Regions from separate parts of the Sus scrofa genome. Here region 1 is linked to region 2. Evidence: chromatin contacts called from public Hi-C data. All regions are on one chromosome and are shown on one strand. The core of a region is the stretch at or near the end of the contact, and the rest is flanking DNA. Distances in the headings are between cores, read along the strand shown.

The links. A called contact is a pair of places that touch in the nucleus more often than the background predicts.
Region 1: a contact with region 2 is called in a Hi-C map of subcutaneous adipose tissue, with 2.4 times the contacts expected there. The contact joins the enhancer-like site here to the promoter of WDFY3 in region 2. A contact is called at or near these places in 2 of 5 promoter capture datasets (fetal skeletal muscle and liver), 10 of 47 Hi-C or Micro-C datasets (adipose tissue, alveolar macrophages, embryonic fibroblasts and 5 more) and 2 of 2 datasets of contacts at active chromatin or transcription factors (alveolar macrophages and skeletal muscle).

What each region holds. Positions count from the first base shown.
Region 1 is chr8:133,737,613-133,740,973 of Sscrofa11.1, forward strand. The region is part of intron 2 of WDFY3 (WD repeat and FYVE domain-containing protein 3); the gene reads left to right. Among named protein-coding and RNA genes, the nearest start is that of WDFY3, 74 kb to the left of the region's middle. Within about 2 kb of position 1,974, at least 31 of the 83 cell types and tissues checked have an H3K27ac peak or open chromatin away from gene starts, as enhancers often do. A contact at or near this core is called in adipose tissue, alveolar macrophages, embryonic fibroblasts and 5 more, where this site is marked.
Region 2 is chr8:133,664,048-133,667,469 of Sscrofa11.1, forward strand. WDFY3 (WD repeat and FYVE domain-containing protein 3) reads left to right here and starts at 1,538. Exons shown (of 68, transcript XM_021101795.1): 1 at 1,538-1,556.

The DNA.
Region 1 (3,361 bases), core at 724-3,223, 74 kb after region 2:
TTTCCTTCTTTTTTGGCTGAGTAATCTTCCACTGCGTCCGTTCATTTGTCAGCAGACACTCAGTCAGGGTGTTTGGATGTACTGGCTGCTGTATATAGTGCCGCAGTGAACGTGGGGGTCCATTATCTTTTCAAGTTAGTGTTTTAATTTTCTTCAGTAAATATCCAGGAGTGAAATGGCTGATTCGTGTGGCAGTTCTATTTTTAATATGCTGAGGAACCTCTGTACTGTTTTCTGTGGTGGTTACACCAACTTATATTCCCACCAGCAGTACAAAGGGTTGAATACTGTTTTGTGGCACCTACGCATTTTATGAATTTCAAACTTCAGTACCCATACGTAAGGTTTCCTTAGCATACAGCCATAGGTTTCAGCTGACTTCTTATCTGTCATTACTTTCACATGACAATGACAGCAGAAACCACATGGTATTTATTGTCTAGCCCTTGAAGGAAAAGTTTGCCAACTTTTCCTTTAAGTTGCTCTAGAACACACACGGTGGTGTGGCCAGCCAGATGTGTGTGTCACTGCCCATCTCCCAGCAACCAGGAGGGTAATTACTGGATGCGGAAGCCTCTGCTAACACCAGCTTGAAAACATACACGTCAGCAAGAGTGTGGTTTCTGCTTCACTTCTGCCTTTCGGAACTCGGGCAAGTAGGTGTGATTGGCTGAACCTAAATTGCAGCAAGAGCCTATTTTATTTGCCTAGGAGTCTGTGGAAACCCTGCTCTTGGAAGAAAACCTTCTGCCTAATTGAGTTCTCGCTGCCTTTACAGAAGTTGCAGCCTCTTCCCTGTGTCTCTTCTTCAGTAAAAGCGGACTGATAGACTTTGTCCTCTTTCTCACGTGTGTAATGTTGATCCCTACTTGATGCAGAAGGTCTGTGATACGTAACACTGTATAATTTATTACTTTCTTAGACTAGACATTTTTCTATTGCTATTACATACATTTATGTTTTATGAGGAACACATGTACAAGCTTCAAGCAAAATATTCGTATCGGGGACTAAAATTCTACCCTTAGCAACCGCACAAGGAAGAGACTGCTTGGAAAGTCGCAGAGCAAGTGCTAAACCAGACCATTCAGACAAGAAAGCAGGGAGACGTTTCCTGTGAGAACATTTTGGTGGAAGAATATGTTTACTTTAGATCCTTAGTCATGATATTGTAACTCTTTGAAGTTAAGTCTCAATATTTTCAAGGGTAGGCTTTGGGGAAAAAATAAGTAAAAGCACAAAATCAGAGTTTAAAGAGAAAAAGAAGAGACACAATGAAGTCAACAAAAGGTGGGCTTCTCAAGTGCTGGTGGGGCCAGAGCAGTGCTTTGCTGACGGATGTTTAACAACAGGCTCTTGGGGGGGGACCCAGCTTACTGCCCTAGGTTTTTTTCCTTTTTTTCCTTTTTTTTTGTATTTGTTGATTTCTTTGGTGTAAATGTTCTCGCCGTGGCTGGTCTCAGGCTGTCAATAATTCGACAACCAGCTCTCATGAGCCGGTGTGAAATGAACCTACCGTTACCCCTTGGCTTAGCCTGAGAACAAAGTAAGGAACCCTAGACAGGGCAGAAGTAGTTGACATGTACATTTATCGTGAAAATACAGGGGAAATAGTCCATGAAACCTGAATTTTCCTTTAAATCAGAAAATAATCATTTTGCAAAAATGGCATAAAAGCGTATTATTTTATCCACAGAAGACTACGATGAATAGTTTCTTGTGATGTTGGGGTAAATTTTTTCTAAGGCTATTATCTCATTTTTCTGTAATCAAAAAATTGCTCAGAACATGGTGCATTACATAATACCTTATGGTATTTAATTTCTAGTCATGTTTTTATTTGTAATTTACTTCAGTGAGTTCTGCCAGGAAGTGATCTCTTAATATTCCAAGCACCAGTCCATATTTGGGTTGAGCCCGTGGTTTACGGATGGGGGGAGACTTGCACCAAAGGGGCAGGAAACTCGAGGCCGAGAAAGCGTCCTTCGCTGTGTGTGACATTTCCCTGCTCTGTCAAATGTCAGACGCTTAGTTCAAGCTACTGAGAACTCTCAGCCAAGACATTACTCACGAATCCTGTTTCTTGCTGCCAGTCTGGTTACGCCCTTGGTGGAAGATACGCAGAGTAAACATGGGTTTTGTGTGTTTTTGTAACTTCTCGGGGACAAAAATACTTGGGGTAATTTTGCCCAAATGTTTTTAGAGAAGAACAAATAGTACTATCATTTGTTAGTAGAAAATCAAGTCACAGATGCTTTCACATATATAAGTATTTCATAAAGATGAAGAGACACCTTCCACCTTGTAGGAAGAGCCCTGGTCTTGGAGTTAAGTGTCTCGAATTCACATTTCACCTTATGTTAGTTATTGGGTCTTCTGGGCAAGTCAGGTTGCTTTAAGCTCTGTGAACTGCGGTTTCTTCACCTGTAAAGTAGACATTATACCACTTGCGGTGAGAAATCGGTGAACACATTTCTGTGAAAATGCCCAGCATCGTACTTTGTTATGGAGCTCAGCTGTTATTTCCCAGACAAAAACTGACGCAGAGGCAGGAAACAGGAGTTCCTTAGGGATCAACTCCAGCCCTGGCTGCTAATTGCTGGTCCTGTCCCTTTAGACTCTTAAAGTGATTCAAGGGCAGAATGGCTGGTGTTTTCCACTTGGAAAAACTGATTACAAACCATGTGCAGAGGGTTCGCGTGTGAAGAATGAACATGCAGAAAACAAAGCTACAAAAACCTGATGGGCTAGTATCGCCTGTGGGTGGGCCAGTGAAGCCCATGTGTTGTCTTCTGTTGTTGAAAAATCTCGTGCGCAATCTTTCCTGACACTGCTCCTCCCCACAGCCCTGCCCCTGCAGCTGGATTAGGTTTCTCTGCTGTGCTTTTCCCCAGAGTCTTGTGCTTCCGAGGTATAGCATGCAACCCCTGTATCATCGCAGACTCTAAGCACCACGAAATCACATCTCCTGAAAGAACTGTCACTTCCTAACAAATGCCACACGTGCTCGTTGTTGCTGGCGTTCACCACTGTATCCCAAGGATCTACCTAGAACAACAGTGGCTGACAGTTTATAATGTACTTTTCTTCTTTTCATAATTTAGCCTTGATTCAGAATATTATATATGGAGTTCCCATTGTGGCTCAGCAGGTTAAGAACCTGACTAGTGTCCATGAGGATGTGGGTTTGATCCCTGGCCCCGCTCGGTGGATTAAGGGTTTGGCGTTGCTGCAAGGTGCGGTGTTAGGTTGCAAATGCTGTTCGGATAGCACATTGCTGTGGCTGTGGCTCTGGTGTAGACTGGCAGCTGCAGCTCCAGTTCGACCCCTAGCCTGGGAACTTCCATATGCCACAGGGGCG
Region 2 (3,422 bases), core at 288-2,787:
GACTCTTGAAACACTCCATGAGCGAATCCTTACAAATGGGTCCCTTTGCCAAAGACCAAGTGGCTAAAAAGGAGCAAACAACAAGTCTAGCTTGCTTCATCTTTATTAGAGGAAATCCACAGACCTCTGTAGATTGCAGCGTTAGGGAAAACATGTTTGTCATTAGAATGATGATATTACCACTTCCCCACTCTAAGCCTGTTTAAGGGAGTCCACCTCGTAACTGCTGACTCAGTTTGCCTCCATTGCCAGAACTAAAGCATGCTCCCGATTGTCCGCTGGGTTGATTTGGAACGAACACCAGAGGGGCAAACTGAGGATCACTGAGCAGTTCTAGGTTACCAAAGCGTGCTAACTGGGTCTAGATACTGTGTGAGTTAGGACTGCCAAGGTATAAATAATGCCATTTACATGAAGGAGAAAAAAAAAAAAAAAAAAAGGCGGCCAGTTCAAGGTCACGGAGAGAAGGCAACCGAGACTGGGCTCTTCAACCCCTCGGTTCTTTGTCGGGTCAGAGCCAAACACGACACCAGCCAGGAGTTTCAAAGGTGCGCAGTACAACCGCGAGCGTGGGCAGTCCTTCTGTACACCAGCCGGAGGAGCAACTTGAAGCAGCCCCGCTCCCTCCACCGCGGTCTGACCCTCCCGCAAATGGGCGCGGGCTTGAGGAGGGCGGAGCGCAGGTGTTCTCCCAGCTGAGTCTTCGGAGGCAGTGGAACCCAGCACCGCGGGACGAGAGGAAAACGGGAGCAGCTGAGGGCAGGACCAGCAGAAGGAAGCAAGCCGGGGCGTGTGCCTCGGGCAGGGAAGCGGGCCAGGGACAAGAGGGCACGGGGGCTCGCCTCTGGCTCAGAGCATCGAGCGCCCGCTGCCTGCAGAAGCGGGTGGACCGGCTCGTAGGACAGAGGGGAAAGCGGGAAGCCGAGGGCAGGGAAGGAAGTCGGGAAAGAGGAAGGAAAGGCCGGAGGGTTAAGAGGAAGAGCGGTTGCAATTTCTGCGGCCGGCGCGGTAGGAGGAGCGGGCGGGGAAAGAGGAGGATCCAGAGCCAGTCAGTCAGGCGGCCCGCGGGAGGAGGAGAAAGCGGGAGGAGCAGCAGCAGCGGCAGGAGGAGGAGGAGGATTAAAGATGGCCACCGACAGCTGCGGGAGACGGCGGCAGCCCCGCACTGGCCGGGATGCTGCCCGCGCGGCGGCCCGGCCTTGATGGAGAGCAGAGGCCCGAGCAGCGCCGAGGCTGAGGCGGCGGCGGCGGCGGGGACCCAGCGAGGAGGAGGACGCGGGCGAGCAGGGAGCCGGGCCGGAGAAGGGAGAGGCGGCGGCGTCGCTGCTCCGGCCGCCTAGCGCCGCGGCCGGGCCCCGGCCGACCGGCTCCCGCACCCCGCGGCCGCAGCATCGATCCCGGCCCGAAGCCCGGGCCCCCGCAGCGGGGCTCCCGGGCCCCGCCGTGGACGCCGCGCCCGCCGCCCCCTCCCCGAGGCCAGCGCGCCCCCGGCGTGGAGCCCGGCCGGCCGCGGTCCGCCCGCCCGGCCAGGCCCGCCCGCGCCCCCCCGCCCTCCGGTGAGTGCCCCCGGCCCGCGCGCCCCCGGCCCCCGGCCCCCGGCCCCCCGGCCAGCCCCGCGCCCGGCGCGCCGCGGCCGCTTTGTTCGGGCAGGGCGGAGGCGCTGCCCACTCGCGGCCCTGCGCCCGCTGCCCCTGGGGACAGGCCGAGGCCCAGCTGCCGTCCTCCCCCGGGACCGCGCTGCCCGGGAGCCGCCGCCGCCGCCTCCGGGGAGGGCGGCCTGGCCTGTGTCCTCCACCGCGGCCTGGAGAGGGCGCTGTCGCGGTCGGGTCGGGGTCAGGGTCAAGGGCTGCGGGCGATGGGGAGCGACGCTGGGGTGTTTCGGGGGGTGGGGGAGCGGAGGGCCGGACGCTCCCTCCTGCTGCGAGCAGTGGGGGCGTAACCAGGCGATCCGGGCATCAGGGTCCCGTGCGGGCCTCTCCGCCAGACCCCGCGGGGTCTCGGGTCCCAGAGCCCCCCGCCCGCGGCGCAGCCGAGCGAGGCCTCCATCCCTCGGGCGCTGTCTCCGCGGCTGCGGGCCTCCCCGGGCTGATTCCCGAGCCCTGCTTCCCCCCCCGCCCCACGCCCTGCGCTGGAAACCTGGGTTTGTGGAAGCAACCCAGAGATGCTCCTGCGGAGAGTGTTTGCTCTTTTATTCCCTTGCACGAGGATGTGGTGGCCTCGCAAGCATTCACGGTTACCGGGGGTGTAAACAGCAGATGTGACCTTTCCGACCAAAAGCCATTCGGTCCGGGGTTTGATCCTCAGGTGTAGCGTTTCTTGATTTTTTTTTTTACTATCGAATTGTGAGATTTCTCATAAGGTCTCCCTTTCACGGAAATTATCTGATAAAACCAATTGAAAGGATGTTTACTATGTATGGGAACCCTTGCTTCGACTTCCAGTGCCTTAAAAAATGATTGTTTCCTGTGGGAAAATGGTGTTAATGCTTTTACAAAAAACTGTTTTGTGTTTTTTTTTTTTTTTTTTTTTTTTTTCCCGTAACGGCTTGAGTTGGTTAGTGCCAAGTGGTTATTGTAGTCTGAAAACCAAACAATTAAAAAAGAGAAAACGTTTTGCGTCTAGATAGCAGAATATTTGCAGGTTGGAATTCTTTGATAGCAGGTTTGGAACAGTTTCCACCATCAGACGGTGTAACAAATAACACAAGACAGACCCAGTAATATGTTGATTAAAAAAAACCCAGCAACTAGATATGGTAGTAGTGCATAGGTTTAGAAAAATATGTCTTGCTTAAGAAGAAAAATAAAACTTTAATAAACTCTAAGCATAGAAATTAGTTTGGTATGTTTTTTTAAAAAAATATATTTAAAAATACATATTGCGCTGGACCTACTTGAAGACTCTTCTTATGATATTTGAGCATTAGTGGTGCATGTTACACCCTGAACCTTCATTCTCAGGTTGGTAGAAATATAGTTTTCTCCTAGGAGTGTGTTTTTCAGAGTTGAAATCAATTCATGTAAAAAAATGTTTCTAATTTAAAATTTGTGCAAAAAGGAGATATGAGTTAGAAACATGATTCTGGTCCTACTTGCAAAATCTGTTTTTAAAAGGAGTAAATGGCAGGGTAATATTGCAATATCACTTGGATTCTCTACTTTGACGATTCTTTTATTTATTTATTTATTTATTTTTTGTCTTTTTGCCATTTCTTGGGCCTCTCCCATGGCGTATGGAGTTTCCCAGGCTAGGGGTCGAATTGAAGCTGTAGCCACCGGCCTACACCAGAGCCACAGCTATGCGAGATCTGAGCCACATCTGTGACCCACACCACAGCTCATGGCAACGCCAGATCCTTAACCCACTGAGCAAGGGCAGGGATCGAACCCGCAACCTCATGGTTCCTAGTTGGATTCGTTAAC